3 separate regions of the Mus musculus genome follow, and regions 2 and 3 are each linked to region 1. Evidence: chromatin contacts called from public promoter capture Hi-C data. All regions are on one chromosome and are shown on one strand. Each heading gives the region's core, a stretch centred on a gene start, on an enhancer-like site or on the middle of the called end of the contact. The rest is flanking DNA. Distances are from core to core; before and after follow the strand shown.

What was found. Promoter capture Hi-C pulls out the DNA fragments that hold promoters and counts their contacts.
Region 2: a contact with region 1 is called in a promoter capture Hi-C map of pre-B cells, with 4 times the contacts expected there. The contact joins the promoter of Rbbp6 here to the promoter of Arl6ip1 in region 1. A contact is called at or near these places in 2 of 39 promoter capture datasets (cranial neural crest and pre-B cells).
Region 3: a contact with region 1 is called in a promoter capture Hi-C map of cranial neural crest. The contact joins the promoter of Ears2 here to the promoter of Arl6ip1 in region 1. A contact is called at or near these places in 2 of 39 promoter capture datasets (cranial neural crest and liver).

What each region holds. Positions count from the first base shown.
Region 1 is chr7:118,128,318-118,130,917 of GRCm38.p6, reverse strand. Arl6ip1 (ADP-ribosylation factor-like 6 interacting protein 1) reads left to right here and starts at 1,293. Exons shown (of 6, transcript NM_019419.2): 1 at 1,293-1,449. The coding sequence starts at 1,414.
Region 2 is chr7:122,969,240-122,971,839 of GRCm38.p6, reverse strand. It overlaps Rbbp6 (retinoblastoma binding protein 6, ubiquitin ligase), which reads right to left and starts at 1,276. Exons shown (of 18, transcript NM_011247.2): 1 at 713-1,276. The coding sequence starts at 878. It overlaps 4930413G21Rik (RIKEN cDNA 4930413G21 gene), which reads left to right and starts at 1,381. Exons shown (of 1, transcript NR_045614.1): 1 at 1,381-2,600.
Region 3 is chr7:122,065,801-122,068,400 of GRCm38.p6, reverse strand. Ears2 (glutamyl-tRNA synthetase 2, mitochondrial) reads left to right here and starts at 1,315. Exons shown (of 9, transcript NM_026140.3): 1 at 1,315-1,496. The coding sequence starts at 1,358. It overlaps Ubfd1 (ubiquitin family domain containing 1), which reads right to left and starts at 1,203. Exons shown (of 7, transcript NM_138589.2): 1 at 917-1,203; 2 at 408-737. The coding sequence starts at 1,118.

The sequences.
Region 1 (2,600 bases), core at 44-2,543:
GTTCTGAGGAAGATTTGTGTTACGAGCTTCATCTTCTGACACATTTCAAAAGGTCACTTTGTGGTAGAAAAAGAGGTGTTTGTAACCTCTGAGCCATTTGGAAGGTTAGTGAGAGCTGGATTGGGACCTGGGACTGGCCTAAACTTAAATTTTACTTTGGGAACACCGACTAAACTAAGCTTTCTGGGGCAGTAGCCAAGTTGCCAAGGAAAAACTTATTACTCTGCCCTCTCTTAGCAAAGTGACTGCTCCTGGTACCACCAAGATGGGCACCTCATTGCTTGGTAGCAGCTGTTTGGGTCCTTTTGTTCTCAATACTGAGGAGAAGGAGGGAATTCCAGGCTTTACAATTTTTGACATGATTTCTGTATCAACCGAAGTCATAATATCCCCCCCCCGCCCCGCCCACACACAATGAGCGTCCTTCCTGGTCAAAACTGTTGTCTGTACCTTCTAGTACTTTCCACAAGTTCTATGACAAATTGTATGCCCCTTTGACAGAGCCACCATAGGCCAGGAAGGGACCAGGCATATTTAGGAGCACTATGTGATCTCTCACATTTCTCTTTAACCTCCAAGGCCTTTAAAGAACCTGGGAATTAAGGAACGAAGTGTTTTTAAAAATAATTTAAAATTAGTTGAAGGTCGTATTTAGCCTGGCTTCCCCATACATCCATTAATCTATCAGTCTGAAGCCCTCCAACATCCGAATTGCTCCTCTACTCATCCATCCCTCCGAATGAAGCGCTCCCCTAGCTACCTGAAGTACTCATAGATTATCAAGTGAAGCACCCCGCAAATGATTCCCCCAAAAACTGGCTGCAAATGAAGCCCTTTAAGAGTTTGTGCATCTTCCATGTTCTCCAAAGGCCAGAGCTGGGGAGAAGGCACAGACAGCGCTCACTTGGGGCAGCCAATACTTCAGTCAGCAGGTGCCACAGCAACCTAAAGCGTCCTTGCCCTTCCAGCCTCCGCATAGGATGCCATTGCGCATCCCCTGCGCAGCTGAGCGGACAGGCGCCTGAGCGGTTTTGATTTCCAGCAGAAGAGCTAGGGACTAGAGAGGCCCCAGGATTTAGGAAGATCTGGGTGAGAGACTAGGTACGGCGGTTGAACCGCTTCCTTCCGCTCCGCCTCTCGAGGGCCACACCCCTGCACTCTGATTGGTCAGAGTCTTTCAGTTTCGCTCTCCTTTGACCTGGATTTCAAGTCATGCGCTAGCTGCCGGTTGGCCCGACTTCCCAGAAGCCGGAGTGCGGTCTACCCAATGAGGAGCGAGTTTCGCGAGGGCTGTCGGGAAAGGCAGCTAGCCTATATAAGCAGACTGCGGGGCGTTCCCCCGCGCTCGGGTTGCCTTGCTGGTGTTGGGGGGATAGTGTGTGTTCGCTCGTTGATAACCGCGAGTCTGGAACGATGGCGGAGGGGGATAACCGCAGCAGCAACCTGCTGGTGAGTTGCGGTGGTCAGTCTGTCCCCGGAGTTTCCGGATGGGCCTCCTGGCCTCGGTGGACTACCAGGGACAGCCAGGCCTTATCTCCACGGTGGAGGTCGCTGCTGGCGATCCCCAACGTCCCCCGGAATCCTGCACCATAAGGCTTGGGCCGTGCGTGAGGAAGTGTGAGAAGGGGGCTGTGGCAAGAAGGAACCTGGGTAACAGGTTGGGGCACTCGGCCGCCAGGGGCCTTGTCTAGCGCTCCGGCTCAGGCCGGAGACCTACCTGTTTTGCCCTTTGATCTTAATCTCATGTTCCGTAGATTATTTTTAATCATGATTCTTTTTCTCCTAAAACTTGGCGCAAGGGTGGAGGGTCAAAGGGCTGCTACAGAGAATTAGTTTATCGCTGACACAGAATTTGTTGGAGCTGGCTGGTTGGAGTTCACCGCAGGAAGCTGAAAACGGGTTCTGCGGAAAGGACAGTGGGGGATCCTGGCACTTGTCTGGGAACTGGCGAGGGACTCACGGGACTGGATGCAACTTTAAAAATGATTTAGCACGGATTTGACGGAGCTACACGAGATGATGGTATTAGAAGAGGGCGCGTTTGCTTCATTACAGGTCTTTGTTTTTGGTTAGGTCTTTGTTTTTGGTTTTTAAGGCTAGGTTTTCGTGTAGCTTGACGAGGCTAGCCTTGTATTTGTCATCCTCCTGTGCTGGGATTACAGTTGCGCATCACCAGGCCCTGCTAGTTTCAAATTTTTAACTGCATCACCCACCTAGGCAAGAACGAAAGATCTTTTTTTTTTTTTTTCTGTATTGTCATTCCCCAGAAAAGGCAGGCCATATCAGAAATGAAAAAAGCAATCAGCTTTTAATGCCTGCCTTTTTAACTGCTAAGTGCCGACAAGATTCTTCGGGACAGTTTTGATTAGTGCAAGATTTTCAGTTTGTATTTGTGTTTAGAGGTGCATTCCCTGTATCCTTAAATTCCCTACACACACACACACACACACACACACACACACAGTACCATACAATAGAGATGCTTACCCTGTACCCTTAAACTCCTCCTACACAATACCAGCAAACAATTCAATAAGAGGATTAATTGCTGTACAAGGAAACTATCATGGGAGAGGGCCTGATCACTACTATTTCCATCA
Region 2 (2,600 bases), core at 27-2,526, 4.8 Mb before region 1:
TTTGAAACTTTTCTGAACTGCTTAACAGTTAAGTGTGGTCTAACACCTGCATTCCCCACACTTGGGAAGCTCAAAAGGGGTTGTTGGGGTTGGAGGCCAGTCTGGGCTACAGAATATAACTTTTGAGTAAATATCACTAATTCTGGAATTACACCTCAGAGTGTTCACCTCAGAACATTTTTTTAAATACAAAACCAATTCCAGCACTAACTAAATCCTCAAAAATACCTTTTCTACAAGCAACCCCGTATAAATAAATAAAAGGCCAGTGGACAATTGCTATCAGCTTCAAAACGCTGCTAGATTAGCCAACAAGTTATATCTACTGCTGCTTTAACCAATAGGAAACCTTACACAGGCTTTCCTCTCCTGATGGAAAAACAAGTTAGGGAAAGGCCACAAGGCAAACACCCAACAGACTCAGGTAGCAACCCTTTTCTCTTTTCAACCCAATCCCACTGTTTAAAAAACTTTAATTAAGGAGGAGGTGGGGCCCCATTTTGAAAACCAGCCTGCTAGGTAAGACAGATCCCAGCATTCAGAAGGCCAGTTAAACTCCAAGGTCGGGTGCTGCAATCCTTGGCTATCAATGAAACTCTGTGTATGACAACGGGTAAGAATGGAGTTCAAGCCTGAAACAAGAAACTTAAAATACCAACCTTGACGCCCCCCCCTCCCCCCAATAAATATCTGCGGCCCGTGTGCCTCTTACCTTCTTTCGTCTGTGCGTTGGTGATCTGCAGATCGCTATCGGCAGCTTTCAGCTTTTCTCTCCCCATAATCTGCTTCTTTAAATCGCAGAGGGAGATATGGAGCCCATCAAAAGTGACGGTGTCGTAGTTGAGTTTAGAGGAAAATTTATAGTGCACACAGGACATTGTGGCAAAAGATTCCTAAGGTTCAGCGAGGAGACGTGGACACTCTCAATATATGTATATTTATAAACTTAAGAGCAAAATATGTACACACACAAAACACTCAAAAGACAACGAAGGACCCTAAGGCCTCAGATTAAATACCCCCCCAACCACAAGCGGGGGTCCGTGAGAACAATAATCCGGAACCCCCCGTACTCAGAATCGCTTCATGAGGGAGGAGCAAGACAGGAAAGGGGGCAATCGAGGATCCGCCAACCGGCACAATGTCACCCGGCTGGGTCCCACTCGCTCATGCTAAGGGCCGGCAGGAGACGGGGGCAGGCGGTGCAGTCAGTAGCGGTCAGTCCACACGTTAGAGTCCGAATGACCCCGCGGGGTCAGGGGTCCATAGCGGCCGCACCTCCCGGCTAGTCTCTCTCCGTGGATGGGGGTGACCCAGGCCCCGGGAGAAGGTTGCGGGGAGAGGGCCTAGGCCCGGAGTCCACGAGCGGCCTCTCGCCTCCTCCCGGCTTCCGGACGACCGGCGTCGGCGTCCCCAGGCCCAGGCCCCCACCGCACACACACCCTGGCGCCTGCTCCCCGGAGGCCACGAGCGGCCCGCGGCCTAGGCCGAGATCGCGCGGTCGGCGGAGGAGAGGCCTTCCAGCGGCCGCCCGGTTCGGCTCCGCCTCCCCCCCGCCGCCGCCTGACACAAAGCCGGTGCGGGGCCCAGCTAGGCCGCGAGGCCCTTCCTCACCACCCCGGGCCCCGGAAGGCGGCTTCGTTGGCCCCGGGGACACCACCGAGGCTGCCCGACTCTTCCTCTTGCTGCTCCTCGCGCTGCTCCCGCTCCTGTCGCCTCTGAGCCCACGACCGCGTCGGGAAGCCCGGAAACGGTCGGGCGGCGGCGAGGGCGTCGCTGGATTCCCTCTTTATTATTATTATTTTTTTTTTGTTCTGCCCCCCCAACCCCGGGCGCTCTCCGGCCCGCACCCTGCGCCGACGACACCTCCGCGCCAGGCACTATGGCGGACGCGGCCTGGCTTCGGGCGAGCGCCCCCACTCCGGGGTCTCTTAAGCAGGGACTGCACGGGCGGCGCACGCGAGGCGGGGCTTGGGCGTGCGCCGATAGGCGGGCCGGGGGCGGGGCCGTCTGCGTCACAAAGCGCACCGGCCCGCCCACGTGACCCGGCGCTTTGTGACTTGCGGCGTGGAACCTGAGGCTACGCGGAGAACAGGAGAAACTACGTGGGTCCGCAGAGAGGGGGAGGCGGACCGTCCCACCGGGCGGGTCTGGAAGGGGCGCTTAAGCGGCGGAGGCCCCAAAGTGCGGAGGGGGTGAACCGCGAATTCCACCCACGCACGAGTCTCATCACTGTGATGGCTGCTCACCAACTCCTCTCCTAACAGACTGTATACCCTGAGCTCTTCCAAAGCTGCTGGTGAGAATGGACCATCATCACCACCAGCAGCATCTTAAGAGCTGTGTCCGACTCTTACCTTGTACTAGGCACCGCGTTGACCGCTGATGTTTGCAAATTCTGGAGCCCAGTCTCCTAGGTCGGAAGTAACTCCGTTCTCCCAAAGACGCTGTCAGAGAATAAAGAATTAAATCCATGAGTATATTTCAATATTTAAGACCATGCCTGGCATATCTGTGCCTCAATACAGGGGGCCTAATAAATGTCAAATAAACAACAGCAAAAAAATATCTCCAATTTATAAGATAGAAACCTAAAGCCA
Region 3 (2,600 bases), core at 66-2,565, 3.9 Mb before region 1:
CATTAGGACAGTTGATAACACTGTTTCATGAACTTCCCTTATGAAACTGATCTGTCTGCTGAAAATAAATCCGTGGCTAAATACTGGACCTGTTCAGAATCTCCTGTAAAGTTCATAAATACCGCGCCTAGCAATGACAGTCCAACATTAGTTAGAAGGGTGAGCCTTAATACTCAAGATTCAGGCTTGCATCTCACTCCACCACTTGGTGGTACCACTATCATTCTGGGCCTAATTTTCCCTCTCTGATTACTAATGGACATACAAGTACTGATTTCAGAAAACTGCAGTGAGGATAGCGGGAGTCTAGGCGCAAGAAAATCGCTAACAGTTTAGCACGACGTAAGCATCAAGAGCTAGAAGGTAGGTCGTGGGTAGAAGCAGTCGGGTGTCAGCTCCTCGAATACCTGTAATGGAGTGAATCTTCTGCTTTAGCTCGGACCCCGTGCTGTCCAGAGGGACCTTCACGTCGTGTTTGGTCTTGTTCCAGATTATCTTCAGATCCACCAGCTCCTTGCCCACACCGCCGCCCGCGTCCTCGCCGTTGCTGACCGAGGCCTGGGCCGCAGGGTCCCCAGGGGGCTGGGCCGGGGCCGGCTGCAGGTTGCCTCGCGCGTCGCAGGAGTCCTCCGCCGCTGCCCCTACGGCTGCTTCGGCCTCCACGCAGTTGAGGGGCCGTGCGGGCGCCTCGGTGGCCACAGCCTCGGCCTCCGTGTCCATGCCTGGCTCCTCCATGCCTGCAAAGGGGTTAGGGGGGTGGGTGCTCGCCACGAGCCCGGCCTGCGACGAGAACGGGCCCGGGCACCGTCGTTGCCGCGCCACGCTCCTCCCTCCGGGGCCAGGCCCGGTCCCACGACCCCGGCAGCGTCCGCAAGCTCTTCAGCCGCCGACCGACCGCCTTCCCCGCCACACTCACCATCCGGGGCTCCGGCCGCCGCCATGATGATTGTGTACAACACCCACCACGACCGCAGGGGCCGCCGGGAAGAAGCGAGCTGGCGGAGATTGGCCCCCGCACCAGCCCCTAATTTCACACAGGCTGGCCGGAAACAGGTGGAGGTTTCTATGGAGACCCGCCTCCTCCGCTTCCCGGGCCGGCCCCTGCCACGCTTTAGCATTCCCGCAGCCGGAGGGGGCGGGTCTGGGAGATCGCCTGCTCGCAGCGCTCGGTCCCCGAGCGGCGGCGCATCGCCGCCCTAGTCCAGAGGGGCGTGAGCAGCCCAGATAGGCGGCTTACGCCTTTAAGTGGCAGGGCCGCGCTCGCTGTGGCGAAAGTTGATTGGTTGGAGTGATTTTTTTCCCCCCCGCCGAGCGGAAGTGACGCGCGAAGGAGCCCACGTGTGTGTTTCTAGTCCACATGGCGGCGCCCCTCAAGAGGCTTCTGCTGGCCGAGCCGCACGTGGTGGCCCTCGGGCACCGCGTGGGGCGGCGCGAGGCCAGTCTGGGCCCAGATCCCGGGGCCCCGGTGCGAGTGCGCTTCGCTCCCAGCCCCACAGGTAATCCTAACGGACGTGACGCCGCTCGCCGCAGCCCACCTTCCCGTCCCCGCCCCCGAAAGTTCCAGAAACAGTCCCTTCCGGGGTTGTCTGCGCGACCCCGTTTTAAAGAGACGGAGGTGGAGGGCTAGGATTTGAAGTGATTGAGATTGCTAGAAGTTTCCTTGTTGTATTGTCTCTGTCCTTTCTTATTGCACGCTGTGTGCAGAGCGTATAGACTTTATGCCAAGGCCTATGCGCTATAATGCAGTGGTCATTGAAAAGTCAGGGTTCTGGCTTTGAAGAAACCGACAAATCCTAGAGTCATATGTGTCCATTTTGGCAGTGAAGCGGGATAGGGCGCCCTAGAAGGTATTGCTGAAGAGGTAACATTTGAGTTGAGAACAAGTGTCAAGAAGACCCGCTTGAAGCCTAAGAGGAAACGACATGCACAAAAGCCTGAGTTTGCTGGCAGCTTAGCAAGTCAGAAGAAAACAGAGGCCCATGTATATCTTGCTAGGAATTCTGTGTCTCCTCCCTTCCCACAAATTCCCAACCTTTAGTTCAAGCCACCTTCTACCCTGTTCACACTGAGCAACCGTTCATTCTAGGTCTAGGGTCAGCAGGAAAAGATATTTCTGAGTCTCAGCTGCACAGGAAGAACGCATTACCTCCAGGCAGGCAATGTAGATTGTGGAACTTCGATATGTGGTAGAAGCCCTGGTTCATAGTTAACTGTTGTGAATCTGTTTTTAAGACTGATATAAACGAAACTGCTAGGGAGAAAATGAGTGTCTCAAAACCGAGAGAACAAAATCATCTTTCTTTTTGTTAGTCTCAGTGATGTAAAATAGCTTATCAAATGACTGCAAGTATCTAAGTATCACAGTGTCTGTGTTTACCTATGGTCAACATGAACTGGGATACTCACCTTGTTGGAAGAAGCACTTATGCAGGCATCCAAGGCCTGGCATTTTCTGCATCTATATTTTTGTCTTTGCCAATCCCTAGATGTGTTGCTTTGGCAGAATTATTTGCTCTGTTTATGTCCCAATTTTGTGATTTGTCAAGTAGGGCTAATAATAGTGCCTGTCTGACGGGTTTGAGCCAGTACAGCAGAGGCAC